Regions from separate parts of the Mus musculus genome. Here all the other regions are linked to region 1. A link is a contact called in public HiChIP or PLAC-seq data. All regions are on one chromosome and are shown on one strand. Each heading gives the region's core, a stretch centred on a gene start, on an enhancer-like site or on the middle of the called end of the contact. The rest is flanking DNA. Distances are from core to core; before and after follow the strand shown.

Region 1 (4,717 bases), core at 1,571-4,070:
GATAGCCAAGGCTGGCCTTAAACTCCAGATCCTCCTGCTTCCTCCTACCAAGTGCTGGAGTTAGATGTGTGTGTCCTGCCACGCCCAGCAGAAGGTCTCCAACCCCTCTTTTCTCACACAGACAGTGAACTAGCCTACAAGGCAGCGGACCCACCCCCTTCTTACCTCCCTGTCAGCCCCATCTACATCCAGTCCTGATCATGTCTCCCAGAAGGAAGCAAGGTAGTCTCCTCTGCCCAGGTGTACCAGCCCTACCTACACCTCATCATGTGGAGGCCAAAGTCTCTCCAATCTGAGCAGCTGCAGGAGCACCCCTACCCCGCCCAGCTGAGTCAGACATGGCAGTGCCATGCAGAGGTGTGGCCTTGACAATCGGGTCTGGCAGGGACCTGGGTGGTGCTGGGCACGATCTTAACCCGAAGGGATCTTTGAAACCACCCTTTCTGAAACCAGCGCCACTCTGAAAGTCCCCTGGCTGGGGTTAGGCTCCTATTAGCTTCTCCAGGGAATCAGGGCTCTGGAGGCCTGCTCCCCCTACACAGATTCATGCGTTGTGCTGTGACTCACCAGAAGCCCTCACTGAGCAGAAGAGAAAAATCAAGGCTCCGAGAGGTTGAGAAATTGATCTATAGGTCACACAGCCAGGCCTGGATTGGAACCCAACATCTTTCTTTTGGGGGTGTGCATCAAGCTCTTTGTGTCCAATTTTTAATCTGACACAGATACATTGAGTCCAGACCTTAACTCTGATATGGATACATTTTAAATCTGACATGGATACATTATGTAAGTAGGGCAAGTCTTGGGGTTTCTCAAGTAAAAGAGAGCATGCTAGCTAGCACTCACAAGCAGAGGGTAGGGGATGAACCCACAGTCAGTGAAAGGTCCTGGAATAAGCGTAGGCCACATCCTAGTGTTTCAAAGGAATATTTAGGGGTCGGAAGCAGGAGGACAGTTGGGCTGAAGTCCAAGAGGGAGGCTATGAGGACAGAGTGGTAACAGGGCAGTTTATGCAAGGCCTGGAGGGATGGACTATGACCCAAGTGAGGTGGGCCACGGAGGCTCTGCACAAGGAAGGATAGGTGAGACACAGATGCCGCCAAGACAGTGCACAATGGAAGCATCAGGAAGGATCCAGCTCCATGTTCCCTACCTGGCCTCAGAGGAAGAGGCAGGGACCTGAGTAACACTGAGTGTGGCCCAGCACAGTCGTGGGTGGAGTTATATTCTGCATCTCCCAGGCAGAAGCCACTGGACCACGCTGAGTAGGTGCGTGGGCTCCTGACAGCTGTGTACACAGATCAAGAGCAGATGGATACCTAGGGGGTTCCCCTACCATCTAGGTCTCCTTCCTGTGCCTTCAGAAGCTGATACAGATTTGCTGGGCAACTGGGGCAAGTCACCCTGCCCTCTGGCTCCAATTTCATCCTCTGTAGATGGGGCTCCTGCTAGCATCCATCCATAGGTGGGATAACGAGCAGCACTCAAAAAAGCTCTGAGGCAGACATGTCCTGTGCTGCACAGCTGCCTACCCTACCAAGACTGTTTTGACCGTGACTGCTCAGAGGGCTGAAGCTACTCAGGAGAAGGTGTGGAGGCAGCAGACAATTGGCATATCCAAAGATGAGCCAGGACTGAAAAAATTCTAGGAAACTGTTATTGGGAAAGGAGCTGTTGGGAAGATATTTAAGGCCACAAATTAATGAAGACATCCTACAACTTCAGGTAATCAGAAACTTCCGGACTGGCTCGCTCAGGTATCGATACTGGCTTTCTGAGTCACACCTCCTAGAGTGACACCCCTGAGCTTAGCTGGACTCATCCACCTCTCTACTGCAACCCAGAGACTGGCAGGAAGTCCCTTGAGCACCTTTTGAGGCCTACTATGTAAAAGCCTCCACACTGCTAGGCTTCAGTTAACCCACTTGTCAGTAGTGGAAAACAACAGTTCTTCCCACCTATGTCCATTGAGCGACTATAAACAAAACCTTAGTAATTATTGTGTGACATTGATGTTGTTTTTTAGGCAGCGTGCCTCCGGGACTAGTGAGGACCTAACTTTTTTGTTTGTTTGTTTGTTTTGTTTTGTGTTGTTTTTTCGAGACAGGGTTTCTCTGTGTAGCCCTGGCTGTCTTGGAACTCACTCTGTAGACCAGGCTGGCCTCGAACTCAGAAATTAGCCTGCCTCTGCCTCCTAAGTGCTGGGATTAAAGGCATGAGCCACCACTGCCCGGCTGACCTAACAGGTTTTGATGTTCCGTATTTTTTCTTCCCAGCCCAACAGAAGACTCAGTTTCCCCATCTTGACCCCAGTGGGAGGGGAACACTCCCTTCCATGCCCTGCCCCTGCTCCACACCCACCCCATGCCCTGCTCTGCCTGGTCCCCAGCTCCCTAGCCCATCGCAGAGATGAGCCACTCACAACGTCCCGCCCATCAAGGACCGTCCCTCATAAGCCACGCCCACAAAGATCCTCATCTCTCCAGCCTTGTCCCGGTCCCTATCCTAGAGCAGCGACATCCCAGATCACAGCCTGCTCCATCCTCCTGTCAGCGCTGTCTCCTCCCCATCCCCAGTATTTCTGTCCCACTCTCAATGCTGGCCCCACGGCATCCCAGAAAAGGCTCCGCCCTATCTAGGGAAAGCCCCGCCCCCTCCAGAGAAGGCTCCTCCCCATCCTAGAGTTGGCCCGGCCTCGCCACCACGCCCCGAGAAGACCCCGCGTCATTCCCGTCTTGGTTCCGCGGCTGGGGCGGGTCGAAGTGCAGGCCCCGCCCCATCAGCACAGGCCCCGCCTCTCCCGCGCGCCTGCTCCGCCCAGCCCGGCTGCCCAGACTCGGGAGGCTGCGGCGGGACGCGGGGCGTCATGGCGGCCTCGGAGCGCCGCGCCTTCGCTCACAAGATCAACAGGTAGTGAGAGCGGCCGCGGTCACGGCCACTCTGGGCGGGACGGGCGAGTGCTGGAGATGGCGGGCAGCGGGGGCGTGCCGGGCTCCCCGAGGACTTCCCGGAGGAGGAAGCGCATCCCGGGTCCGTGCGGGCCGGGCTCCGAGAGTGCTAGGCTGCATTCGGACCCTCTTGCCGTCCTTCCCTTCACCAGCCTGGGGAAATTCGCACCCCTCCCCCGCCCAGGGTCCCGGGACCCAGCTGTCTGGAGCTGGGGACAGCTGGGGATAGCCCCTCAGTCTCCTGCCCCAGCCTCTCCCAGCACCGGCTGGGCGTGGGAGGGGGCCGAGGGGGCTGGGGACTGAACCAGCTGGTGGGCAGACAGGGGAGGGACAGGCAACAGATGCTGGGGGATCCCCTTCCATGGACACTGGATTGTGAGAGAGGCTCAAATCTGGGGTAGGTTAGAAATCATCCCAGGTAAATCATCCCAGGTATCCGATCCTCTGGAGACCTGTCTGACCACCTTAGGTGAGAGAAGCCACTCTGTGGGTCCCACCCTGATGGAGACACAAGAAAGTTGCCCCATTCTTGGATTTCGCTCTGGTGGGACAAACATAGATGTGTCCGTGGTATGGTGTGGATGCATAAGACAGGAAAGGGAGGATAGGGTCTCAATGGTAGGCCAGGTAGAGTTAAGCACAGACCTAAAGGAGCGAAGGAAGAGATCTGCCCATCATCCAGGAAAGAAGCAAATGCAAAGGCCCTGGGGCCACAGAGGGACCAATAGGAATAGATTTTATAGGGCCTACGCCTTGTAGGCCAGAAGGACTTTGACTGTGACCCCAAGTGAAGTGAGAGCCACAGAGAGTTCTGGATAGAGGAGGGTTGTGATCTGGGGCAGAGCAGTTGGGCAGTTTTCTGTTTGTTGTCTTGCCTCCTAAGTCCTTATGCCTTTAGCTCAGGTGGGAAAGATGTGCAGAATGATCCTGGGCCTTGATGTAGTGAGGGAGCCCAAGATTTCCCAAGCAGCCTGGTAGATAAATAGATGCTTCTGCACATTCACCTACCTATTGAGTTCTCCCACAACCCCAGATGAACCTGCAACTGAATGGAGTCTTGGTTTTACTTTGTTGTGTTTTGTTAGTCTGGGATGGGGTCACGTAGCCCATGCTGACCTCAGATGCACTATGTAGCCAAGACCGGCCATGAACTCCTGGCCCCCCCTGCCACACTCAGTTTCCATGGTAACCACATCTACAGCACCTTGCTTTTGTGTTTGCTTTATTTTGAGAAAGGTTCTCACCCTATCCTAGCATTCACTTACTGTGTGTACATGTGTATACCACTCTCGTTGTGTGTGTGTGTGTGTGTGTGTGTGTGACAGGATGCTTGTAGGAAGGAGCCTTTTCTTTCCACTTGGTTTCCTGGGATTATACTCAGGAGGCTCAGCAGCAAGTTGCTCCTGAGCCATCTTGCCAGCCTCCCTCTATTTTCATTTTTGAGGCAGGCTCACTCAACTGGGATCTGGAGCTCCAGATAAACTGGTCAGGGAACTGGCCCTGGGGATCCTCTTGTCTCTGCTCCCTGTTATATGAGTTCTGAGTCTGGCTTTTTTTTCTTTTTAAAGTTTTGCTTATTTTATGTATGTACACTATCTTCAGACACATCAGAAGAGGATATTTGATCCCATTACAGATGGTTGTGAGCCACCATGTGGTTGCTGGGAATTGAACCTAGGACCTCTGGAAGATCAGTCAGTGCTCTAAACCAAACCGCTGGAGCCATCTCTCCAGCCCCTGTGTCTGGCTTGTCATCTTCCCTGTTATAA
Region 2 (4,717 bases), core at 1,237-3,736, 440 kb after region 1:
TAAACCCTTTCTCCCCCCAGTTTTTTTTGGTCATGGTGTTACCACAGCAACCTTATCCTGCTATCCGAAGATACAGGGACTCAGGGCAGCCCCTGTCACGAAAGCTTGTCCTGGCTCCACTTAGCATAATAACACAGGTTTCATAAGAAGGCTTTACGATAAAGCCCGTGCCCAGCACCGGAGACATCAGACATAAAGTTCCCAGCAGATCTTTTGTACTCGTCTGTACAGAAGTGGGAAAGAGTTGGAGCTTATGTTCCAAGGCTCCAGCCCCATGTGCAGTCTACACAACATAAACTGTCCTGGACTGTAGATGTAGCTCAATGAATCGAATGCTCATGTAATATACAAAAAGCCTTGATCCTCAGTATAAAACTAGGAATGATGGCATTTGACTGTAATTCCACCACTCTGGAGGTGAGAGAAAAGGATCGGGGGTTCAAAGTCAACCTCAGTTAAAGCAGAAGTGAGGTCCAGGCCAGCATAGACTATGTAGGTCTCTGTCTCAAAAATAAGACAAAATTGGGGGCTGGTGAGATGGCTCAGTGGGTAAGAGCACCCGGACTGCTCTTCCGAAGGTCAGGAGTTCAAATCCCAGCGACCACATGGTGGCTCACAACCATCCGATCACGAGATCTGACTCCCTCTTCTGGAGTGTCTGAAGACAGCTACAGTGTACTTACATATAATAAATAAATAAATAAATCTTAAAAAAAAAAAGACAAAATAAAATAAACTACATGGATGGAAATAAGGGGCCCAAACCATGACTATCTTATCTTGTTGTCACCAATATTTTATTAAATTCAATTTGTTACTAAGAACACTAACAGCTGGGTGTGGTGGCACCTGTCTTTAATGCCAGCACTCCAGAGGAGAGGCAAAAGCGGGTGTATCTGTGTTTGAGGCCAGCCTGGTCTACCAGTCTACCTAGAGAGTTCTTGCCCAGCTGAAGCTGCATAGTGAGACCCTCTCCAAAATAATAAACAATAAGTAAATAATAAAATACATACACATAAAACAAACCAATAAATAAAAAAGGATGACTCTGTATTCAGTACTGTGCTTACAGTACTGGCATTAGTTCTCTGTTTTGTCAGGAAATGAAAACAGCTTCTTTGTCTTTTTTTTTTTTTTCTTTTTTCTTTGAGACAGGGTGTCTTCCTTTGAGCCCTGCAGTCCAGGCTGTCCACTCACAGCAATCTCCCTACCCCCACACTTCAAGATTTTAGGTATAATTCTACTACTGCCAGCTTTGACATCCAACTTTTTCTCTCTGTTGTTTTCAAGACAGGGTTTCTCTGTGTAGTCCTGGCTGTCCTGGAACTCACTTTGTAGACCAGGCTGGCCTCAAACTCAGAAATCCGCCTGGCTCTGCCTCCCAAGTGCTGGGATTAAAGGTGTGCGCCACCCCCCACCCTCCTTTTTAAAGTGTTTGTTTTGTTTGTTTGCTGTAGTGAGGATCTAGACCAGGACACTGGCAAAACACTCTAATTAACTCTTGCACATGCCCAACACAGGACCTATTCTTTATCCTTCTTTTCTTTTTTTTCTTTTTTTTTTTTTTTGGTTTTTCGAGACAGGGTTTCTCTGTGTAGCCCTGGCTGTCCTGGAGCTCACTTTGTAGACCAGGCTGGCCTCGAACTCAGAAATCTGCCTGCCTCTGCCTCCCGAGTGCTGGGATTAAAGGCATGCGCCACCACGCCCGGCTATCCTTATTTTCGTTAGGTGAAAGAGTCCAAATTCAAAGACGATCCAAACCATACGTGGCGTTCGAAGCCCTCCTCTTACCCAGAGCATTCTGGATCTCCACCGACCTCTCTGGGCTCAAAAGTGTCTCTTCTCCATCGTAGGGCGAGCGGAAGTGGACGCCCTCCTCCGTCACCTCGGACAGGGAGAAGAGGGACACCATCTGGAAGCCGCCGCTATCCTGGGGAGACCCCGCAGCGAAGCTGTCAGGAGATTGAGACTGGGGACCTCTCACCTCAACGCAGCGCCCGAGGGCGGCAACCCCAACTCACCGTCAGCAGATTGTGGGGCCAATTCATGAAGCCGTGAAGACCCTGGGCTTTCCGGATCAGCTCCGGTCCCTGTGAGGGAGAAAAAGTTAGCGGTGCCCGCAGCTCCACGGCCAGGTGTGGGTGAGCCCCGGCACTGTGGGCCTTACTCAACAGACTTTTCCAAAGACCCCCTCGCCACCCACCCCCCAGATCGAATCCACACACCGGCCTCAGCCCCAGATGGTAGGTGTTGCCCAAGCAGATGCGGCAGCCCAGGGAGTCCAGCTGCTCCGTGGTGATACCCTTCATGGTGGCCTGTGTACCCACAGGCATGAACACAGGGGTGGCTACCGTTCCATGCGGCAGCCGCAGCTCACCCGCCCGAGCTCCGGAGCGACTGCACTCAGCGACCAGCCGCATTATTCGTGGAGCGGACTCAAGCGAACCTGGGCTGCCTACCGCCGCCATTTTCAGTCCCGGAACCACGTGGCCTGAGACCACAGAGGACAGCGCCGAGGTGCCCCGAATCACGTGATCTGAGAGCTATAGGGAACCATAGCAACTGACGCCACACCCTCCACACGCTTGGGTGCTCTACTTCCAGATCCCATAGCTGTCACCGTTCTAAGGCCCAGTGCCATGGCTTACCGAGTGAAGATACACAGCGCCAAGCCCGATGACCTGTCTCTGGGATCTACAAGACAGCCATTCAAATTCGCATGGGCGTACATACAATAAATGTATTTTAAACACTCCAAGACATGTTTTTCTGCTGTATAAAATACAACAGCCGGATATGATAACTCATCAGGAATCTCAAGATTTCAGAGGCTGAGGAAAAAGGATTATGTGCAGTTGGAGATCGACACCGGCACAGTGAGTTTCCTGCCAGCTTGGGCTACAGAGAGATCTCATCTCACAAAAAGGGAGGGGAAAAAAAGATGGAGCCAAGCCTGTTATTGTACTCCTTTGATACAAGGAAAGGTAGAGGCAGGTGGATCTCTGTGAGCCTATATAGCAAGCTCCAGGAAAGTTAGGGCTATATTGTGAACTACCTCAAAAAACAAGCAATAAAAAAGGCACTGTAGGGCACTACTGCAATCCCAGCACTTGGGAGGCAGAGGCAGGCAGATTTCTGAGTTCCAGGACAGCCAGGGTTACATAGAGAAGCCCTGTTTCAAAAAGCAACAACAACAAAAAACCCTAGCCAGACAAACAAAAAAACCTGATGGCTCAGCAGTTAAGAGCACCGACCGCTCTTCCAGAGGAACTGGATTCAATTCCCAGCACCCACATGGCAGCTCACAACTGTCTGTAATGCCGAAATCTGACATACATGCAGGCAAAACATCAATGCACATAAAATTATTTTTTAAAAAAAATCAGGGCTGGAGAGATGGCTCAGCGGTTAAGAGTACTGACTGCTCTTCCAGAGGTCCTGAGTTCAATTCCCAGCGACCACATGGTGGCTCACAATCATCTGTAATTGGATCCAATGCCTTCTTCTGAAACAGTGGCAGTATACTCAAATACAAAAAAAATCAAAAGCCGGGCGTGGTGGCGCACGCCTTTAATCCCAGCACTCAGGAGGCAGAGGCAGGCGGATTTCTGAGTTCGAGGCCAGCCTGGTCTACAAAGTGAGTTCCAGGACAGCCAGAGCTACACAGAGAAACCCTGTCTCAAAAAACAAAAAAACAAAACAAAAAAAAATCAAAATAGGGGCTAATGAGCACGTACCCAGAGGACATGGTACTCCTAGCACACACAGCCCCCTGTAACTCCATTTCCAGTGGATCTGATGTCCTCCTCTGACCAGGCAGGTAAGATGGTAGCACACCCACATTCAGGCAAAATACTTAAATACACAAAATAAATCTTTTAAACAAAAACAACCCAACTTTCTCCCTGGCATGCACAAGGCTCTGGGTTGAGTCCTCTGCACACATACTCACATAGCATACTCTTCATACATGTAGTCACTAACAATAGTCTGTCATTCTGTGTTCATTTACTAAGGACCTAGCATGTAGTCAGGCGCTCAGTCATTTTTTTGTCAAAGGATTCCTATCATTACAAAAAGAAATCTAATGCCCAGAAACTTGACCCTATTACTTTATTCAATGAGGGAGGTGTGTGTGTGTGTACAGTCACGTGTTCCCACTGCCCTGACCAGAGATTTAATAAAGATAGCCAAGTGATTTTCTGTCAATATAAACCGTATCTGCCACCTCTGCCGGCAGAGGGCACCATTGTCCCACAATATTCCCAGTGAGCTGCTATGCAGAACCTGCTATGATGGGCAGAGGTACTGGGTAGAATCTGAGTCTCTTGCAGTGAAAAAGAGTAAATGAATACCAATTACCAGAAGTTATAGGGCTGACTGAGCTTAGTCAGAATGCCTCAAGACACCGAGGCTGAGGAATAGTCAAGGCCCTTGTGCTTGTGTGAGCAGAGGCCAAGGGATGGTTAATAACCTGCTGTTGCTCTCCACCTTAATCCCCAGGCAGTGTCTCACTGAACCTGAAAGCAGCTTGGCAGTCAACCAGCCCCAGCGATCCTCATCTCTACGACCACTTCTCCATACACACAGTGCTGGTGTTCCAGGTCACAGCCCTGCTTTAGAGTGCTTACATTTATGCGTGTGGGTGTAACTGTCAGCGTAGATATACCCACACACTTGCCACAGCATCCTTGTGGAGGTCAGAGTACAACTTCCA
Region 3 (4,717 bases), core at 741-3,240, 410 kb before region 1:
CTCTATTCCAGACACCAACTTCCTCTTTCTGAAAGATTGTTAAATATTTGTTCCTTATTGTATATACCATACAGCATTTTGTGATTCCTTCCACCCTGGTGTTTCTAGATTTTTTTGTAGTGTCAGATAACTGTGTTTACACACTTAATGACACTGTTGACAGCTGGTAAAGACACTCTAGTAAGAGCAAAGGAGCAAGGCACATTTAAAAAAAAAGCACAAAACTTCTATGGTTTCTCTTCATTGCTGCCCACGTTAGTGTCTCCTCATTCTGTACAGTTGATAAAATATTTTCTTTCAAGATTAGGCTAGTATCGTTCTCAATTTTGTGAGAGATTTAAAATTTTGAATAGACTTATTCCACCAAACTAAAGTTTCTAAATTTTGCTTTGGGGATGGCTTTTGTATAGTTCTTCTGTGTCATGCTAATTGTTGTTGGCACTGTGTGTAGAGTCTCATCAGCTATGTAAACCCTGAAAAGATTGATAGGGTTTTTGTTTTGGTTTGTTTGTTTGTTTGTTTGTTTGTTTGTTTTTTGGTTTTTCGAGACAGGGTTTCTCTGTGTCGCCCTGGCTGTCTTGGAACTCACTCTGTAGGCCAGGCTGGCCTTGAACTCAGAAATCCACCTGCCTCTGCCTCCTGAGTGCTGGGCTTAAAGGCATTCACCACCACGCCTGGCTGCATTCTCTTTATCTTATTCATGTTTGTTTCAGACGTAGGCACATTCCACACAAGACTGTGATGTTAAACCAGCAAGTGCAGAAATGTAACTAGCTGGGCAGAAAATTCTCTCTCTCTCTCTCTCTCTCTCTCTCTCTCTCTCTCTCTCTCTCTCTCCCTCCCTCTCTGTCTCTCTGTCTCTGTCTCTGTCTCTCTCTCTCAACCTTCTATTAGCACATTTGATAATGGAGTTTGTAGAACTGGGGGGAAATGTCACATCATTTATAATCTAAAAAAATAAATTTGTTCACTTATAGTCTATTAACCAAGAATTATTAAGACATAAAACACTTAACATTTGACCATTTATAGTATTGAACAATGCTTTATATGCTTAAATTTTATCTGAGTTTATTTCATACTACATGAACACATACTTTTATAATCATAAAGATGACTTCTACAAAGACAGTCACAGCCAGTCTGCCTCCAGCTTAGGTTTGCAAGCCATCTTATAATAAAGACAAATTAGGTTCATTCCTATTTATGCATAAATCTGCTCAAGGATTGGACTACATCCCGACTGTACCTAAGTACAAATGGTTCTGTACTGCCTGCTCCGGGGAAAGTCAACCATGCTTTTGTTTTAAAAGTTACTGTGACCAACTTGTTACATTTATGTTCTGCTTCTGTAACTCCAACTATCTGCCTGTCAAATCCTCCATTTGTAAACTCCCTGCTTCTGAATTATAAAAGCCCTAATCTTACCCATGTCCAAATGCTGAACTCTTGAAACCTACCTTTGGGGAGAGACATCCCGTGGGCAGGAATTTTTAAAAGCTTGCTTTAATTAATTTGGCCCTGATGATCTGGTCGGTGGTCTTCTCCAGTTGTGGAAATAATAGAGGCATACACTTTTTATCCCATCACAGGGAATGCAGAGACAGGTAGATAGATCTATGTGAGTTCACAGCCAGCCTAGTCTACATAGCAAGTTCCAGAGCAGGACTACATAGAGAGATTTAAAAAAAAAAAAAAAGTAATGCTACTATTTCTCTTTATAAATACACATTAGATGATATAACCTTAAGTAGAGGTTGGCGCTGGTTTTCCTATAGGAAGCCCTGCCTTACAATACAGCCAAGAACTTGTCAATCTTTTTAAATTCACCAATGGTTGGTGACATTTAAGGTTGAGAAGGTGAGACAGGAAGCTCTGTCTCTGAAAACCGTAACGACAAATGTCCAATCAGACACACAGACAGAGAGTAGGGGCGGGCCTCAGTCTTCTGTAGTCCTGGGCTCTGACTACCTCCTGCCCCACTGTCCCACATGTTCTCCGTGTTGGATCCTGTCCAGGTGTTCCGCGCTCGCCCAGAAGTCCGGAGAGGTTCTGCCTGCCGCCGCGTGTCACATTTCCCCACTGAGAACCACAGTGAGAGCTCTGGGTGTCCCGGAATCCTGAGATGGTGAGTCTGTGGCAGGTCCAGAAGCCGAGCCCCTTTGTCCCCGGGCTGCGGGGTTGGGGCTGAGCGGGCTCCAGGAATCCTGTCCCGTCCCTGGTCCCTGCAGGGACCCGAGCCCTGCTGCAGCGCTTGCCGCAGCTCTGGCCCGGAGCCTGGGACTTGCGGGCCTGCACGGGAAACGGTAACCTGGACCCAGTCGATCGGCTCTCTGTTGTCTCTGCCCCTTGGCCACACATCTCTGTCCCCATGGTCCCCGCAGTTCAATTCCTGAGACGCTGTATCTGGAGTTTGGGGTGTTAAGTCTGGTGCCTAGACGATCCTGTCCCTGGGACCTCGGGCTCTATTCCGTTTCCCAGGATCCTGGAACCCCATCTATCTGTGGCATGAACTCGGAACCCACCCCTAGGAAGCACTTCCATTTTCTGTGTCGGCGTTGGGATTGAACTGTGTCACCGTGAACATGGATGTGAAGCCTTTTACTCTTTTGGCAGCTGGGTCTCATTGTGTTGCCCTGGTTAGCCTAGAACTCATTATGTAGACTGTGCTAGCCTTAAACTCATAGAAATCTCCCAGCTTCTGCCACTCCAGGGCTGGGATTAAAGGAGTGCTGTTTTACTTTCGTTGAGACAGGTTCTTATGTAGCTGGGAATGACCTTGGTCCTCTGTCTGATCTTCATCCTTGAGGCCATTTTCTAACTTTCAGATTTCTGTTCCTTTAGATACATCGCGGCGGTAGTGATTGCTGGGTCCTTTGGTAGTTCTATGTTTACGGCTTTAAGGAACTGGACTATAAATTTATAAAATGTTTGCACTAATTTTCATACTAAGAACAGAGTACTTTTTTTTTTTTTTTTTTTTTTTTTTTTTGAGTCAGGATTTCTCTGTGTAGCCCTGGCTGTCCTGGAACTCACTTTGTAGACCAGGCTGGCCTCGAACTCAGAAATCCGCCTGTCTCTGCCTCCCGAGTGCTGGGATTGAAGGCGAGCGCCAGCACGCCCGGCTCACACACAATTTTTATAGTTTTGTTTAGAGTTTAGGAGTCCTGCTATCTGATACATTCAATATCTGGCGTGACTCTGTTAGACTTCAAGCTGTCAACAGCCATTGAAGAGAGCACCCAAGTGGTGTCTGTGAATAGTTCCATTTTTCCAGCCCTTCCCACATACGGGTGAAGATTTTAGGTCATGGAGGTGGTTACAGGCTCTCTTCTTCTTTTGAGATCTGGGAAGATGTCCTCGTTTCCAGAGCTCTGGGCTTTTCCATATTCAATAACCGCTTTTAATACTGAAGTCCGTTGGTGCATGGGCCATCCCCTTCCAGGAAATGAAAGATATCAGTAGACCTGGAGACTTTAATTAGGGAAGCCAGGGTATAACTGTCCGTGTTGAAATCCTTTGGAACACTCTGGCCATATTTTCTGACATCTTTACATTAACAGACCTCGATGCTGAGTTTTCTTTCTCCCATGAGACAAATCAAACGTCACCTTCCATGGAACCCTGCTATGGAACACATACAGAGTAGAATGGACCCCACTTTCTGTTCCAAAAGCTGACCGCTTGGGTTCAAGAGAAACATGTCATTCCAGGGGCTGATATCATTTGAAGACGTAGCCGTGGACTTCACCTGGGAGGAATGGCAAGACCTGGACGCTGCTCAGAGGACCCTGTACAGGGACGTGATGCTGGAGACCTACATCAGCCTGGTGTCCCTAGGTGAGTCTGACTCCTGGAGCTCTCAATAGCAGTTACTCGCTCTTTTAGTTGGTAAGGGGGAAATCATTGTGAACTTAATACTAATCCTGTCGTATACATTTTAGTAGACACACTGTAATAACATGCATGCTTTTGAGAAACCCTGTGGTTTTGCAGTGTACTTACATCATTTATGATTATCAGATGAAGTTAAGAAATAAGTTTACCAGCTCAGGCATTATTCCTTCCTATTGTGAACATTTAAAAATCTTCTGATAATGTTTTGAAGGATTTAATGGCTTTCAATCATATATGTATGTATTGCTGTTCTGTAGAATATAAATTACTCATTCCATCCATGTGTATCCCAGTAAATACCAGTCATGGTTCCCCCATCCCATCCCCCTCATGTGTTTTTCCGGACTCCAGAGTAAACATGGTTCTCATCTCTACTTCTCTGCTGTATTCTTTATCTTGGAGTTTGGATAATATACAGGCCTGTGTGTGAACGCACATTTCGCTTATGTCTTTGATTTTTCTGGGAAAATAGAGAGTAAACATCCCCTTGCTACAAATGTGGAGTCCCTTCCCCTACTGTTCAGTGGCCTTATATGTTATGGAAATGAATGTCTTGTTAATTATTCTGTGAGTTGATTTCTTTATAATTGCTTGCTTTTCTGGATGCGTGATTTTGAGGTTGATGTCTTCCACATGCCCTGTTCTTTCACATGTATTAATGAAAACACTGTCTACATCATTGCCTCAAAATGTTGTCTGTATATTCTAGACCTTCACAGTTTTCAAGTCTCACATCTAACTTTTTAGTAGACTTCTTGAATGGTGGCAATGAGGCGTCCATTGCCCCAGTTTCTTATCATAGCTTACATCTGAGAACTTC
Region 4 (4,717 bases), core at 1,592-4,091, 370 kb before region 1:
TGTAAACATTCTCAAGATGGATAGAAGCTTTTCCCTGTAAAAATGAGACTGTTCAGATAGTCATCAAGAAGATTATTAAAGAAAATTTTCCAAGATTCGGAGTGCCAAAAGCAATAGTGTCAGATAATGGCCCTGCCTTTGTTGCCCAGGTAAGTCAGGGTGTGGCCAAGTATTTAGAGGTCAAATGAAAATTGCATTGTGTGTACAGACCTCAGAGCTCAGGACAGATAAAAAAAAATAAATAGAACTCTAAAACAGACCTTGACAAAATTAATCATGGAGACCGGCGCAGACTTGGTGTTCCTTCCCCTTCCCCTATTTGGAACTAGAAATACTCCCTCTTGATTCAGTCATACTCTTTTTGAGATCGTTTAAGGGGCTCCTATGCCCATCACTGTCTTAAATGATGCGTTTAAACCTATGTTATAATAATGATCTGTGTGCTAAGTTAAAAGGCTTGCAGGTCGTGCAGAAAAAAGTCTGGTCACAACTGGCTACAAGGAACGAGCCGAGTACCCCAAGGACATCTCACCAGTTCCAGCCAGAGACCCTCAAGCCTCCCTAGAAGGGTCCCTGCCTAGTCCTGTTTACGATACCTTATTCTGTTTTTGTTCCCATGTTAAAGATACAGTATAGCTTATGGTCCTCCAGCATCAATACCAACCTATAGTTAAGATAGAAAAAGAGTATGATTTCTACTCTCCACATAGAGATATAGACTTCTGAAATTCTAAGATTAGAATTACTTAGTAGAAGTGAAAGACCCCCGAAGGGAGACCCTCACTCAAGCCTCGGGACAGCCGCGGACCCAAGAAGACACTGAGACCGAACTCAAAATGTAGTGGGCAAGATTTAATAAAGTAACAGCAAGAAAGCACATAGACCAGAGCTCTGGGGTCGAAACTCATACACCTAGTATGGTGTAGAGGAGAATCGACCTCGAGCCAAATTTTTCACAGGCTTATATAGGAAAAACTCAAGGGGGGAGAGCGGGGCAGGGAAAGTACAAGTTTGCATAACTAAGGGGTTCTGCCAAGGGAATTCTACGTAACTAAGGGGTCATATCCTATTATTTGGCAATGTACCCGGTTCATTCTGAGGTTGTTCCAGGAGGCCCTTATCTCAAAAATGTTCTTGGAACAGTCTTTAGTTGGGAGGGTTCGAACTCTAGGGTGAGGAGTTCAGGAATGCATTCTGGGGTGAAGAGTTCAGGAGTGTTCTGGGAACAATCTCTAGATGGGAGGGGTCGGGCTCTGGGGTGAGGAAGAGTTCAGTAATTTTTTTATCTTTATTCTTCAGAAGAAGAGGGGAATGAAAGGAAATTAAATAAAATAAAAGGTTTAAACTAAAAAGGCCTGGGACTGAGACTGCAAAGAAAACTAGCCCGGGCATGCCCGAGTCCGTCTTGAAGCTAGGTCTCCCAGGTCTCCCGGTCGTAAAGAAAGGGAGGGAATAGGAACTGCTTCTGACGATCTTGGCTGACTCTTTGACCATCTGGCAGCCCGGCGCCTCCTGCTTGCCCCCCTTTCTATAGAGAGCATAGTTAAAAGCTGAAACATTAACCAGATGCATTGTCGACTCTGATAAGCCCCCGGCTTTAGAATTCTTATACGCCCCGGTACTACTCTGCTCACTACCGCGCCAATTCTTCCTAGACCCTACCCTATCAAAACCCTGAGTTTTTGAGTCTCAGGGTCGATTCCTCTGTCTCCTGAGTGAGATACGTATTGATTGACCCGGAGCTCGGCCATTAAAGCTGCCTCAAGAAGGTCTCTCATGTTTCTTTGGGTGACCCCGCGACCTGAGACTTGAGTGGGGGGCTCCTTCTTGGGGTCCTACAAGATGGCTCAGCGATTAAGAGCACTGACTGCTCTTCCAAAGGTCCCGAGTTCAAATCCCAGCAACCACATGGTGGCTCACAACCATCCGTAACGAGGTCTGACGCCCTCTTCTGGTGTGTCTGAAGATAACTACAGTGTACTTACATATAATAAATAAATAAATAAATCTTAAAAAAAAAAAAAAAAAAAAAAGAGCAACTCAGGGCCTGAAGAGATCTCACAGTCATACTGCTTCCCCCTTGCCTTCTGCTCCTCGGTACCACGTCACAGTCTGCACCACACACATCCAATGCGTGGCTATTCCTGTACCTCAGCAATTTTAAGATTAAGTCTATCAGATACTTTAAAACTACTGTTTAGGACAAGGAACTGAATTTTTATCTTCCCCACTTCCTCCAATTAATGCGCAAAAATATTTAATCCTCGGGGATCCTTTCAGACCCACTAGTCTCTCATCCATCCTAAGGATGGGTTCTATCAACATCTCCCAAGTCTATAAAGTTCCTGATTGGTGACAGCCAGGACACTGACAGGCCTATCCCAGAGTGACAGACAGATGGAGAGTCACCCCTACTAGACCCAGCTCCCTGCACCCAGCTTCCGAGAGTTTCCAGACAGGGCGCAGAGTTCCCCATCCCAACCTTGCAGGTAAACGGAAGCCCAGAGTTCCTAGTGTGACACCGGCGCTGAAGCGACCCAGCGGTCAGGCATTCCTGTCTCTTGCCTGTGGGTGGCAGAGCTGTGCAGGGCGTTGCAGCCAGCTCGAGTCCCCACGCATGGTCGGGGCGCGATAGGACGCTCCGGGGTGCCCTGAGCCCGCCCAGCCCCCATCCCACAGCCATCCACACCGGCTCCACAGGGACGCCGCGCCGAGCTCACCATGATGGGACTGGGAGCGTCCTGTGACTCGGTCTCCGCCACCAGCACAACTTCCCGCAACGGACGCCTGGGGACCACAGGACCCAAGATGGCAGGCTCAGACCTCCTCTGAACTTTCTAAATCCACCCCACTTCCTCATTTCAGAGCGGTCCTGTCACAGGGCCTGAGTGACAGTCAAAGTCACCAATCGATGACGGAAGGCGGGGCGTAGCAAAGGGCATAAGGCTGTCTGATCATACGGAAAGTCTTAGCGGACAGAAAAACGGTATCACAATAATTTATTTTAATTCCCGTGAAGTTTTCTTACTGTGATGTGATGTATGTGTCTCTGTGTGTGTCTCTGTGTTTCTCTGTGTGTGTGTGTGGCGCGGGGGGTGGGTGGGGGGTGCTGACCTGTGGATAAATGATAAGATTAAGCAACTCTGACCCAACCCAGACCGACTCTGACAAAACACATACCAGAAAAAAAAAAAAAAAAAAAAAAAAAAAAAAAGTGCTGGCTGAAGGCTACCTGGGCCCTCTGGGGAACGAAGGTACTCTCCAAGGATGACCCGATATCACCCAGCCAACCAGACAAAAGGTCTAGCCATCCATCACCAAGTGCCTAGAAGCTGTTACTGTAATCTGCCCTCTAAAAAAAAAAAAAAATGTATACGGTGCTTGTAAGCTAGAACCGGGATCGCCCCCTGTCTCTTGCTTGAGAGACTGCTGAAGATCGATCCCTGCGCACCAGAAAAAATAAACATAGATCTTGTCTCACTTGGGGTCTTCCAGCAGGTAAAGCCCCTCTGGGGCTTTACATGAGAAGCATTTTTTTTTTTTTTTTTTTGGTTTTTTTCGAGACAGGGTTTCTCTGTGTAGCCCTGACTGTCCTGGAATTCACTTTGTAGACCAGGCTGACTTGGAACTCAGAAATCCACCTGCCTCTGCCTCCTGAGTGCTGGGATTAAAGGCATGAGCCGCCACGCCCCGCTGAGAAGCAATTTTTTTCTTTTCTTTTTTTCTTTTCTTTTCTTTTTTTTTTTTTAAGATTTATTTATTATTATATCTAAGTACATTGTAGTTGTCTTTAGATGCACCAGAAGAGGGCGTCAGATCTCATTAAGAATGGTTGTGAGCCACCATGTGGTTGCTGGGGTTTGACCTCAGGACCTTTTGGAAGAACAGTCAGTGCTCTTAACCACTGAGCCATCTCTCCAGCCCGAGAAGCAATTTTTAACACAAAATTTAAAACAGTACTGCAAAACTTTTTTATTAAAACCACGGCTAATGCTCAGAGTAATGAGTTGCATTATGGCCCTTTCATGCAGATGTGTAATTATACTGTTTTCATTCATTCTGTATTAACATTCAGAGTATAATAACCAAATAGAAGACCAACAACATTTTAAATCTGTCATGTTGTAATATCCCAAATTAACGTGTAAGCCCCACCTGCCTGGGGACCAGGTACCTTCCTGGAATGCTGTAAGCTGTAGTTCCTGGAAAATAAGGAAACCCCATGGCAAAGAAAGTAGAGGGTAGCCTATGGGTTTTGTCTTTACAAACTCCTATAGCACGTGACCCTGGCCTATAGCACGTGACCCGGGCCCACTTTCAGCTGGGAAATTACAGGAAATAAGTGGTTCTAACCAAAGTCCATCTCTTGGTCAATATTTAATAAAGTTTACTTCAAATTTGGCTCAAAATGGTGGAGTTTGGGTTTTTTTCTGGTGAATCTCAGCATTAGTAATGTAGGAAAATTTAAAGGCTTGTATAATGTGCCCCACATATGCGTATTACCTCCATTCCATTGGGTATTTGTAGGCTATGATACTGTGCTTACACATGTTTTAATGAAATGAACTGACTAACATTGCCCATTTTGTCCAGATGTATCCATTTAAGAGCACAGCAAAGCGAGGAATTGTGGCTTGAGTTTGTTGATACTCACAAGGAAAAACCTTTCCTAAACAGAAGCTGATGGCAGCACAATGGTTGAATCCATGCAGCATAT
Region 5 (4,717 bases), core at 1,226-3,725, 310 kb after region 1:
TGGTTCTCAACCTATGGGTAGAGACCCCTTTGAGGGTCACATGTCAGAAATCCTGCATAGCAGATATTTTACAATTCATAACAGTAGCAAAATTACAGTTATTAAGTAGCAACTTAACTTTATGTCTGGGGGTCACTACAACATAAGGAACTATGTTAAAGGGTCACAGCATCAAGAAGGTTGAGAACCACTGGCCTAGAGGTGAATATCCTTTCTGGCCCCCAAAAATGTATCTGGGACTGAGGATTTGAGAAACATGGGTTTCTCTCCAACATCCTTTCATTTATACGTAGTCCATTTGTAGAGGCATGTATGTATATGTAATTCTGTATAACTCTCAACATTGTCATTATTTGGGGAAGGAAAGCGTCAGAGACTCTCAAGTAATAAAGTCTGGCTTGAACATCTGTCTTTTGTCCACCTCACTTGTGCTCTCTTTTCTGAGGACAAGATCTCACTTTGTAGCCAAGCAGCTCTTAAACCGAGATCCTCCTATAGCCAGGCATGGTGGCATATACCTTTTATCCCAGCATTTGAGAGGCAAAGGAAGGAAGAGCTCTCTCTCTGAGGCCAGCCTGGTCTAAATAACTAGCTCCAGAACAGCCAGGACTATGCAGAAATGCCCTGTCACAACAAGAACACAAACTGTAAAGTCTCCTCTGTAATAACATTAGCTTCTAATAGATGAAGCTGGGCGTTAGAGACTATGTGGGAAATAACAATTCTGTAAATAAGCTCTATAAAAACGGTGTTTTTATCAAGTTCATTTAAACAACCCAAGTTACCTGAACTTTGTCTTGGTGATTCAGACAGGATTTGCCCATGTCACCCACACTGTACTCAAACTTTGAATCCTCCTGCTTCAGCCTATAAAGTATTGGGACCACAGGCTTGTCCATCACACCCAGGTCCCCAGAACACTTTCCAGGTAAGCCCTGGTACCCTGGCTAGCCAAACACCACTGGCTTGCTTAGGGGTCTGTAGTCCTAAAGAGCTTCGTTCTTTAGTCTGTGAAATTCCCCTTTCTCTCGTGTGATCAAGGAGACCCCAGCTCTGCCCAAGCCCCCAAAGGTGCCCCACACTTGGGAACCAGACACTTCTTTCTCCTGTGTGTTTCAAAGTCAAGGCAAAGAGAGGAGAATCAGTCTGAACAGACTGCTACACACATTTCCCTTTCCAACAACACCCCATTACCAAGGAGTAGAAAAAAATTCCCACAGGTTAAAATCGATCCCATCTTCCTTGGTGGCCCCTTAAGAGCATCAGTGAACGAAATCCTGGGAGACAAAGACCAGTGAAACACAAGAGCAAATCCATCTGAGGAATCCGTCAGAAGAAAGAGTAGCAAGAGCAAGGAAGAATGAAAGGTGGAACTACAAAGCTGGGGGGGGGGGTGCACTTCGAAAACACACTAGTGATCCCCCCCCTTGTTTTCCCCACTGAAATGTCAGTTTTTGAAGCAGCTTCTGATAATGTCACCAGCTTCTCACGTTCTTAAAAAAGACAGGAGGCGCGTGGCGAGGGAGGTGGCTTGTTACCTCTTGACTTCTAAAGCCGGCCATCAGCCAGCCGGCCTTCCCCTCTTCCACGTTTCCATGGGGGATGGGCTTGGGAATCTCTATCAGGAAGGGCTCTGTCCTAAGTCCCAAAGTTTACCCACCCTGGTGGGTGTGTGGGTGGGGGATCCCGAATCCCAAGTCCTCCACAAGGGCGGCACCCAGTCTTCCCGGTGTTACACACTGAAAACCACTTTTCAAATGTCCGTGTGTGAGGAGGATGTCCCCTGAGATGAGATCCACAAACCACACCCGCTCAAGAGCCCTCCCAATCACTCCCTCTCTCCAGTCCCCTCTACAATCCCCCCAGAATCCTCGGGGCCCCACTTCCTGCCACGCGCCCCCCTACCCCACCCGCTGCAAATCTCAGGCCCGCGACTCTTATTTCCCGCGCCCCTCTTCGGGCTCCAAGGTCCCCACGCACACCCTCTCTGCTATCTCGCCCGCGGGCAGCAGGAGCCGCGTGTACAAGCTCGGCCCGAGTCCCCCCCCCCCCCCAACCCTCCGCCGCCTGCCCCCTCCCCGGGCGCCCGCGCCGCCGGCCTCGTGCGCCGCCGTCCCCAGGGTGTCCCCAGCACTCACGGCTGTAGAGGGCGATGCCCGCCGCGTCTGGTCCGGCGCGCACCTCAAGGCGCAGCGCCTGCTGCTCCGCGTGCCGCTGGATCTCGCCGTTCGCGTCGCCGATAGTGAGGAGGCGGGCGCCCGGGAACACAGACACTGTAGCGCAGGGCCCCGCGCCGCCCGGGCCCGCCACCCCAGCGCTCCCCGCACCCGGCCCCACCGCCGTCGCTGCCGCCGCTGCCATCTTAGGTCCGGCTCCAGGCCCCGCTGCCACCACGGCCACCGCCACCGCCGCACCCGGGCCCAGGCCGCCGCCGCCGCCGCCGCCGCCGCTGCCGCCGCCGCGCAGGCCGAGGCCGAGGCCGAGGCTGGCAGCGCGCCGCCTGCCGGCCACGCGACGCCTCGCCGCCGCCGCCGCCGCCACGGGCCGGCTCGGTGGCGCAGCGCCCCCTCCTGGCGCCTGAGGGAGCCGGGCGAGCGCAAGCACGACGGGGGTGGGGCCGGCCCCACCCCGCGGGAACGGTCGCTGCTTTGTGAGGTGGCTGAGCCTCCCGGGCAGGCCGGGTGAAGGCGCCTACGTTGGGAGGCGGTGCCCCGCAGTATGACACGCCCCCAGGGATGCTAAGCCCCGCCCCGAGGCAGCGTTGTGCGAACCGAGGCGCTTTGTGCCACCGCGCACAGCTCTGGAGAGATGGGCAGGGCATGCGTCGGGAGGCGGTGCTTAGCCTTCCCGGCACGCCCCCGGAATGATCAGGCGGCCCCACCCCCCGCTCCGGGCCGGCGACCGGTGATCCACGGTGATCCACAGCCCTTTGTACCACAGGGCGTTTCAGGAGGCAATGCTTGGCCGCTCGGACACGCCTCTGGGGCCAGACCCACCCACAGGCCGGCAGCGAGCGAACCACCATGCTTTGTGCCACTGTGAGCATAGCTCAAGAAAAGTGGAGAGGCGTGAGTCGGAGAACTAAGAAGAAACGCCTCCTCCAGGGCTGAGCTCCGCCCCTAGGCTGGCGTGCTGCGTACTCCCCCAGTACTCTTGGGGGTGAGGCGTTTGTCAGAAGGAGGCGCTCAGCTACTTTATACACCCGGAGGAGGGCTGGCTCCGCCCCCAGGAGGGACGGTTACTAGCAGAATGCAGACGGTGCTCTGCATCTTTTTGTCAAGGGACGGTGTTCTGATCCACGAAACCCTCCCTCGGAGAGTTCGGGCCCCTCCGGGCCAGTGTCCTGCAAACAACCTCTCCTGAGCTTGAGGAAAGACAAGAACCGTTTCCAAACCCAGGTGATTCGGCCACGCCCCCAAGTTAAGGTTCCGCCCTGTACGTTCCCAGGTAAGCTCCGCCTTGATCCCGTCCCACTGGTAAGAAAAGGCCCTGTGATAGGTGTGCTCTGGTTTGCAGGCTCGCACCCAGCTGGGGCCCCTTCCCATGCTGCTCTGGGATAAAGGCTTTTCAAGCCGCGCTCCAGAGCTTGGCCTTCACAAAGAACTTCAAGGCAGTAACTTTAATTCTTTAGCTTCTCCACTAGGACCTCTCCTTTTCACTAGTTAACTCTCAGGTCCCCCAGTGAACTCACAGTGGCCAGTCACTTGTTCACTTTTGCTGGGCCTCTTAGAACTCTAATTTACGTACCCCCTCCTGGGCCTCCGCAAGACTCACAAAAGACTCAACCCTTTCCCAAGTCATCCCTCCCATCTAATGGTGCAAGCACACAATCTCAGGCAGCCAGGACCCACAAAGTGAAGAGTAAAAACGCACTCTGCTGGGCAGTGGTGGCACACACCTTTAATCCCGATGCTCAGGAGGCAGAGGCTGGCAGTCCTTGAGTTCCAGGCCAGCCTGGTCTACAGAGTGAGTTCTAGGACAGCCAGGACTACACTGAAAAACCCTATCTCAAAACAAACAGAAAACATCCCAAAGTTAGGTGTTATGGCAGTAACTTTAATTCTAGCGATCTGGAGGCAGAGGCAGGTGGATCTATGAGTTTGAGGCTGGCTTGCTCTACACAGTGAGTTCCAGAAAAGCCAGGGCTACACAGTGAGACCCTATCTAGAAACAACAACAGCAACAAAAAATATACACATCTCTCCTAAAAATAAAACACGCAGTCTGGAAGTAAGTGACCGTTGGGGAAGCACTGGAAAGGAGTTAGAGAATGTAGACCTCTTGTGCCTGACTGGGTGTCCGGATTCAATAGTGACTTCTCCGGTGATCTGGGAATCTGTGAAGAGGTTCTGGCTCTCTGTCTAGCCTGAGGCTGATACCCCAACTCATTTTCTTGTCTTCTGTGAGGAAGGTTACAACTCTAGGAGTCCCCTTCCTTTGGCCAGTGCTTCCCTAAGAAAGCTATGGCTTGATTCCCACCCCCACCCTACCTCCACTGCCAAGTCTCTGGACAGATGTGCAGCCTCTGGCAGTGGGAGGGAAGGAACTGGATAAAGTGGTCCTCATTCGTCAGCCTCACTGGCAGGCCCGGAAAGTGCTGAACTCAGGGGGCTCCGGAGAGGATGATGCAGAGGTGGGCCTCTTCCGAGGCCCTGAGTCTAGGGTTGCCACTGAGTCTTCCTGAGTCATTTTCTTTGCCCATGGAAGAAAAGAAAAG
Region 6 (4,717 bases), core at 1,093-3,592, 280 kb before region 1:
GAAAGACTGTGGAGGTCAGCCAGGCACAGTGGCCTCTACTCCCAGCACTCTAGACGCAGAGGCAGACATAGCTCTGTGAGTTCAAGGGCAGCCTGATCTACCTATCCAATTCCAGAACAGCTAGAGCTACACAGCGAGACACTGTCTTAAAAAAACAAAACAGGGGGCTGGAGAGATGGCTCAGTGGTTAAGAGCATTGACTGCTCTTCCGAAGGTCCTGAGTTCGAATCTCAGCAACCACATGGTGGCTCACAACCATCCTTAACAAGTGTCTGAAGACAGTTACAGTGTACTTACATTAAATAAATAAATAAATCTTTAAAAACAAAGCAAAACAAACAAACAAACCAAAACTGTAGCGATCAGAAGAGAACTTTGTGCAGATGTTTCTCTCCCTCCGCTTTGACATGGGCTCCAGGGACAATCTCAGGCTCCCCTGCAAAGGTCTTCCCAATCCTCTCTGCTTCCATGGCGTTGTGTGATTGTGTAGTGATTGTGAACATGTGTGTGTGTGTGTGTGTGTGTGTGCATGCATGCACGCATGTGCGCACTGTGTGTGTGTGTGTGTGTGTGCGTGCATGCATGCACGCATGTGCGCACTGTGTGCGTGTGTGTGTGTGTGTGTGTGTGTGCGCGTGCATGCACGCATGTGCGCACTGTGTGTGTGTGTGTGCGCGTGAGTTTCCTAAGGCTTGCTTACAGGAGCATGGGAATCTCACCACTGAAGAAACTGCCTCTCCATCCTTCGGTACCTGTTAACTACCGGCAGGTCTCTAGGAGTGTGTAGATTTATTTATTCTTTTCACTTGTGCAGGTGCCTGTGTGAGTCTATATGCACACAAGTGCAGGTGCCTTCGGAGGCCTGCAGAGGCATCAGTTGACCTGGAGCTGAAGTTACAGGCAGTTGTGAGCCTCCCCGCATGTGTCCTGGGAACCAAACCTGGTCCTCTGCAAGAGCAGTGTACAGTTATGAGTGCACTGGGCTATGTGAGAGATAACCACTGGAGCAGTGTACAGTTATGAGTGCACTGGGCATGTGAAAGATAGCAACCCCTGGGATTATGTTCTTTTTCTCAGGAATTCATTTTTTGGGGAAGTGTATTTTTTAGACAGGATCTCACACTTTAGCCCAGGCTGACCCAGTCCTCCCTATTTAGCCCAGTTGTCTCAAACTCACTCCAATCCTCCTGCCATTAACAGACATGATCTACCACACCAGGACTCTTTAAATCTTTATTACATTTATTTACTTACTTATTATTGGTAGGGCAACAACCCGGATGTGGAGGTCAGAGGACAACTTTTGGGAGCCGGTGCTCTCCTTCCGGAAACCTGATGGAACTCAGGCTCTCAAGTCTTGCCAGAAAGTGCCGCTCTGAGCCATCTCGAAGGCCCATCGCCAGACTTTATTCTTTGGGATTCCTTTGTTGTTCTGTTTAGGTTTTGTTTTGGTTTTAGAGACAGGGTTTCTCTGTGTAGCTGTGGATATCCTGGAACTTGCTATATAGATCAGGCCGCCTTTTAACTCAGAGATCTGCTTCCGCCTCTCGAGTGATGGGATTAAAGAAGTGAGTCCCATTCTGGCCCAGCTTTATTTTGTGGAATTCTAAGGACAACCTATTTATTTATGAATGAGACAGTCTCAGGTCTTGAACTTGCTATGGAGCTGAGATTTATCATGAACTCTTGACCCTCTGACCTCCACGGCCCAGGGTTACACTGCGCACCTGGTGTATACCGGCCTGCGTCTGTGACCTAGGGCTTCGTACGTGTTGGCACGCACTCTACCAACTGAGTCACACCCCAGCCTCCCTGCAAACCGGCAAAATTTCTTGTTTGAAATAACAGGAAAGACCTGCAGTGTGCGGAAGAGGATGGCTTTGCTCCGCCCCTCTGGGTCCCTCTCTGCCTAAATTCCTTCTCTCCCGATCAATCTTGAAGGCCTGTTTTACAGGTGGCTGTTATCTGGCACAGATAGCTCAGTCAAATCCCCTCCTCCGCCCCCCCGCGCGCCCCAAACCCACTGCTGGGATGGAACCCGAGCCGCTCTGGGGCCAAGCAAGCCCTCCACCGCTGACCTGCCACCAGCCTGGTATCTTCTCACCCATTTTAAAGACCGGGAGACCGAGCCTGGCTCAGTCCGGGGCTGGACCTCCCCTGCGCGGCCACCAGAGGCTGTGAGCACCCCAAAAGTCGAAGGCAGGTGGTATTGAAATCAGGTCCCGGGTCTCCCTTAACTCCTGGGACTCTGAACCTTGGAGGCGAGGCGCCAGGTAATGGCTGAGGCAGGATTGGGGCGGGGAAACCGAGGCACCCGCCCTCTGCAACTCTGGACTCTGTAGGGCAGGCAGGGAGCCGTGGGCGAAGGCTGGCCCGCGCCGCCTCTTCCCAACTCGTGCAGCCCGGAGCGACCCGCCGCGAATCCGCAGCTCAGTTGGGTAGCACAGCTTGTCCTGGACCCACCGCCAAGGTGAGACTCGCCCGCCAGGCCCTTGCTCTGCCTCCCACGGGGGAGGGGGTCTCTGTCTGTTGGGGCCACCCCACTTCCTTCCTGTTCGCCTCTACTGAGAGGTGCGAGTGGGGAATGCAAGGCAAACTCTTCGCTGGGTGACCTGGGGTGAGTCGCTGACCCTCTCTGAGCCTTTATGCAAAGCACGGAACGAGAGATTCCAGAATCCGAGCTTGCAGGGACCGGAGGGGTTGGTGGTGAGTGTTCAAGGAAGGAGTCTGGAAAGATTGGGCGGCTTGTGAAGTTAAGGAGGGAGGGGAGGAGGTGGGAAGCTGGCCACACCCACCACAGCGCTGGGCTCTGCGGTCGAAACAGCCTGCAGCTGACTGCTGTAGGTGCCAAGGTCAAAAGGCTACAGCCAGCCACGTGGTGTGTGCCTTCTGGAAGTTCCTTAGGCTGGAAACCGGGTGTGGGAAAGGCCATGGAAGAGTGTGGACAGAACTTCCTGGAAAAGGCAGTTATTGCTGCTGTTTATGATGGCGAGGGGGAACTCGGAGACAGTCCCACACTTAGATGACTCCAGATACACAATTTGCACTAGGACTTACAAAACACAGAGGAGACAGGGGGCTGTTACATGGGCGCCACAGAGGAATTATTTAGGCCTGTAATTCCAACACTTGGAAGTGGCTCATCTTTGGCTACCCAGGGAGGAAGTTAGGGATAGCCTGGGCTTCTTGAGACACTGTCTCAAAACAAAAACAAAAAAAAAAAAATAATTGGAGTGTATGTCACAGGCAAGCCACTGAGGTTCCCATGCTAGAGTCGAGACACCCACCCAGAAAAAGTGACAGCGAGTTACAGACAGCCAAGGGTGTGAAAACACAGACGTTCAGCCTAGAACAGCCTCAGTGCAGTGAACAGTCAAACTCGGGACCTACAGATGCCCAGTACACATTACCATCAGACCCTGGCTGACTGTGCTGGCTTCGAGAAACTTTTCACGGCTCAGTCTGGCCTGGGTGCCCCCGCCCCAGCCCCATTTCCAGTTCTGGGGAAGTCCAGTGCTCACATGACCCAAGGGGAGGGCTTCTGGACAATCCTCGGAGAAAATGCATCATCTTTCCCAATGATGCACTTCTGCCCCAGAGAATAAAGACTCGGTGATCACCGCTTTTGGTCCAGGAGCTTAACTGCCTCTTGCAGCCTCTCTGACCACCTGTGCTTCCTCCAGGGTAAGTGTCAGAGGAGCGAGGTGGAAGAGGCCTGTGGGGGCCACCTTCCCAGCTCCTCAGCTCCTTGCAGGCCCAATTGCTACTGGTGTGTCTGTGGAACTGACGGCTGTAGATGGCTAGGGTGTGTGTGTGTGTGTGTGTGTGTGTGTGTGTGTGTCTTAAGACCGGTCTTATGTCTTTATCTCAGACTTTCTGTTTCCATTTTTCAAACTTCCCAATGTAGCTGAGGCTGGCCTTGAACTTCTGGTCCAGTTGCTCCACCTCCATGGTAGTGCCTGAGTTTATAGGCATGCACCGTGAGACCAGGCTCAGCGGGCTAGTCTTTCTTTGCTTGGACCAGGGTCTCGCTCTCTGTCCTCACCAGAGACTCTGAACTCCCTCTCTTCCTCACAGATGGATTCATGGGTGGTGCTGCTGGGCCTACAAATCATATGGCTCCCACTCCTGACCCACGGTACAGCCCCCACTCCCACCCTGAGATTTGTGGCTGTGGGCGACTGGGGAGGGGTCCCCAATGCCCCATTCCACACAGCCCGGGAAATGGCCAATGCCAAAGAGATCGCCAGAACCGTGCAGACGATGGGCGCTGACTTCATCATGTCTCTGGGGGACAATTTCTACTTCACTGGAGTGCACGATGCCAGCGACAAGAGGTTCCAGGTATGTGCTCAACAGCAGGGTCAGAGGTGACAGCGGTGAGGTCACTTCACACTGGGACCTTCCTCTGGGGAGAGCAGAAGGCAGAAGGATGCCTTTGGGTACCTCGGGCTTCCATTGGTTCCCTTGCCCTTGATTTCTGATTCGGTGGAAGCTGCAGAGTGGCTGTTGACTCCAGAGGAGGGATGCCCTTACTGTCTGCCACAGGAGACCTTTGAGGACGTGTTCTCTGACCGTGCCCTTCGCAACATCCCCTGGTATGTGCTGGCTGGAAACCATGATCACCTTGGCAACGTCTCTGCACAGATTGCATACTCTAAGATCTCCAAGCGCTGGTGAGCCTTCCCTCTTTCCCTGAAGAGACTGTCACTCAGAG

What was found. HiChIP or PLAC-seq counts read pairs in DNA pulled down with a chosen protein or histone mark.
Region 2: an HNF4G HiChIP or PLAC-seq map of pancreatic cancer cells shows a contact between it and region 1. The contact joins the promoter of Qtrt1 here to the promoter of Dock6 in region 1. A contact is called at or near these places in 2 of 39 promoter capture datasets (liver and pre-B cells), 1 of 484 Hi-C or Micro-C datasets (the N1E-115 cell line), 1 of 115 datasets of contacts at active chromatin or transcription factors (pancreatic cancer cells) and 1 of 9 other capture datasets (adipose tissue).
Region 3: a FOXA1 HiChIP or PLAC-seq map of pancreatic cancer cells shows a contact between it and region 1. The contact joins the promoter of Zfp599 here to the promoter of Dock6 in region 1. A contact is called at or near these places in 1 of 39 promoter capture datasets (pre-B cells), 1 of 484 Hi-C or Micro-C datasets (the N1E-115 cell line) and 3 of 115 datasets of contacts at active chromatin or transcription factors (embryonic stem cells, large pre-B cells and pancreatic cancer cells).
Region 4: an H3K4me3 HiChIP or PLAC-seq map of embryonic stem cells shows a contact between it and region 1, with 7 times the contacts expected there. The contact joins the promoter of Zfp809 here to the promoter of Dock6 in region 1. A contact is called at or near these places in 5 of 39 promoter capture datasets (the C10 cell line, hematopoietic stem and progenitor cells, hippocampal neurons and 2 more), 2 of 484 Hi-C or Micro-C datasets (cerebral cortex and pro-B cells), 4 of 115 datasets of contacts at active chromatin or transcription factors (bone marrow-derived macrophages, craniofacial prominence, embryonic stem cells and 1 more) and 1 of 9 other capture datasets (adipose tissue).
Region 5: a contact with region 1 is called in an H3K4me3 HiChIP or PLAC-seq map of embryonic stem cells, with 8 times the contacts expected there. The contact joins the promoter of Carm1 here to the promoter of Dock6 in region 1. A contact is called at or near these places in 2 of 39 promoter capture datasets (embryonic stem cells and hippocampal neurons), 1 of 15 datasets of contacts at CTCF or cohesin (the NIH/3T3 cell line), 4 of 484 Hi-C or Micro-C datasets (LSK cells, the N1E-115 cell line, Th1 cells and 1 more), 10 of 115 datasets of contacts at active chromatin or transcription factors (embryonic stem cells, extraembryonic endoderm stem cells, large pre-B cells and 3 more) and 2 of 9 other capture datasets (embryonic stem cells and pancreatic islet).
Region 6: an H3K27ac HiChIP or PLAC-seq map of embryonic stem cells shows a contact between it and region 1, with 7 read pairs. The contact joins the promoter of Acp5 here to the promoter of Dock6 in region 1. A contact is called at or near these places in 8 of 39 promoter capture datasets (the 3T3-L1 cell line, the HPC-7 cell line, embryonic stem cells and 5 more), 26 of 484 Hi-C or Micro-C datasets (B cells, the G1E-ER4 cell line, the HL-1 cell line and 16 more), 11 of 115 datasets of contacts at active chromatin or transcription factors (astrocytes, craniofacial prominence, embryonic basal ganglia and 5 more) and 2 of 9 other capture datasets (embryonic stem cells and pancreatic islet).

What each region holds. Positions count from the first base shown.
Region 1 is chr9:21,850,738-21,855,454 of GRCm38.p6, reverse strand. It overlaps Dock6 (dedicator of cytokinesis 6), which reads left to right and starts at 2,820. Exons shown (of 50, transcript NM_177030.3): 1 at 2,820-2,910. The coding sequence starts at 2,867.
Region 2 is chr9:21,409,606-21,414,322 of GRCm38.p6, reverse strand. Qtrt1 (queuine tRNA-ribosyltransferase catalytic subunit 1) reads right to left here and starts at 2,486. Exons shown (of 10, transcript NM_021888.2): 1 at 2,226-2,486; 2 at 2,022-2,090; 3 at 1,792-1,930. The coding sequence starts at 2,468. Gm16853 (predicted gene, 16853) reads left to right here and starts at 2,603. Exons shown (of 5, transcript NR_045742.1): 1 at 2,603-2,876.
Region 3 is chr9:22,257,168-22,261,884 of GRCm38.p6, reverse strand. Zfp599 (zinc finger protein 599) reads left to right here and starts at 1,990. Exons shown (of 5, transcript NM_181419.3): 1 at 1,990-2,128; 2 at 3,714-3,840. The coding sequence starts at 2,126. It overlaps Gm39307 (predicted gene, 39307), which reads right to left and starts at 1,783. Exons shown (of 2, transcript NR_166680.1): 1 at 1,461-1,783.
Region 4 is chr9:22,223,836-22,228,552 of GRCm38.p6, reverse strand. It overlaps Zfp809 (zinc finger protein 809), which reads right to left and starts at 2,841. Exons shown (of 5, transcript NM_001164624.1): 1 at 2,721-2,841. The coding sequence starts at 2,723.
Region 5 is chr9:21,544,652-21,549,368 of GRCm38.p6, reverse strand. It overlaps Carm1 (coactivator-associated arginine methyltransferase 1), which reads right to left and starts at 2,475. Exons shown (of 16, transcript NM_021531.6): 1 at 2,139-2,475. The coding sequence starts at 2,361. AB124611 (cDNA sequence AB124611) reads right to left here. Exons shown (of 7, transcript NM_001198794.1): 7 at 4,038-4,692. The coding sequence ends at 4,576.
Region 6 is chr9:22,129,490-22,134,206 of GRCm38.p6, reverse strand. Acp5 (acid phosphatase 5, tartrate resistant) reads left to right here and starts at 2,342. Exons shown (of 5, transcript NM_001102404.1): 1 at 2,342-2,470; 2 at 4,078-4,344; 3 at 4,549-4,676. The coding sequence starts at 4,078.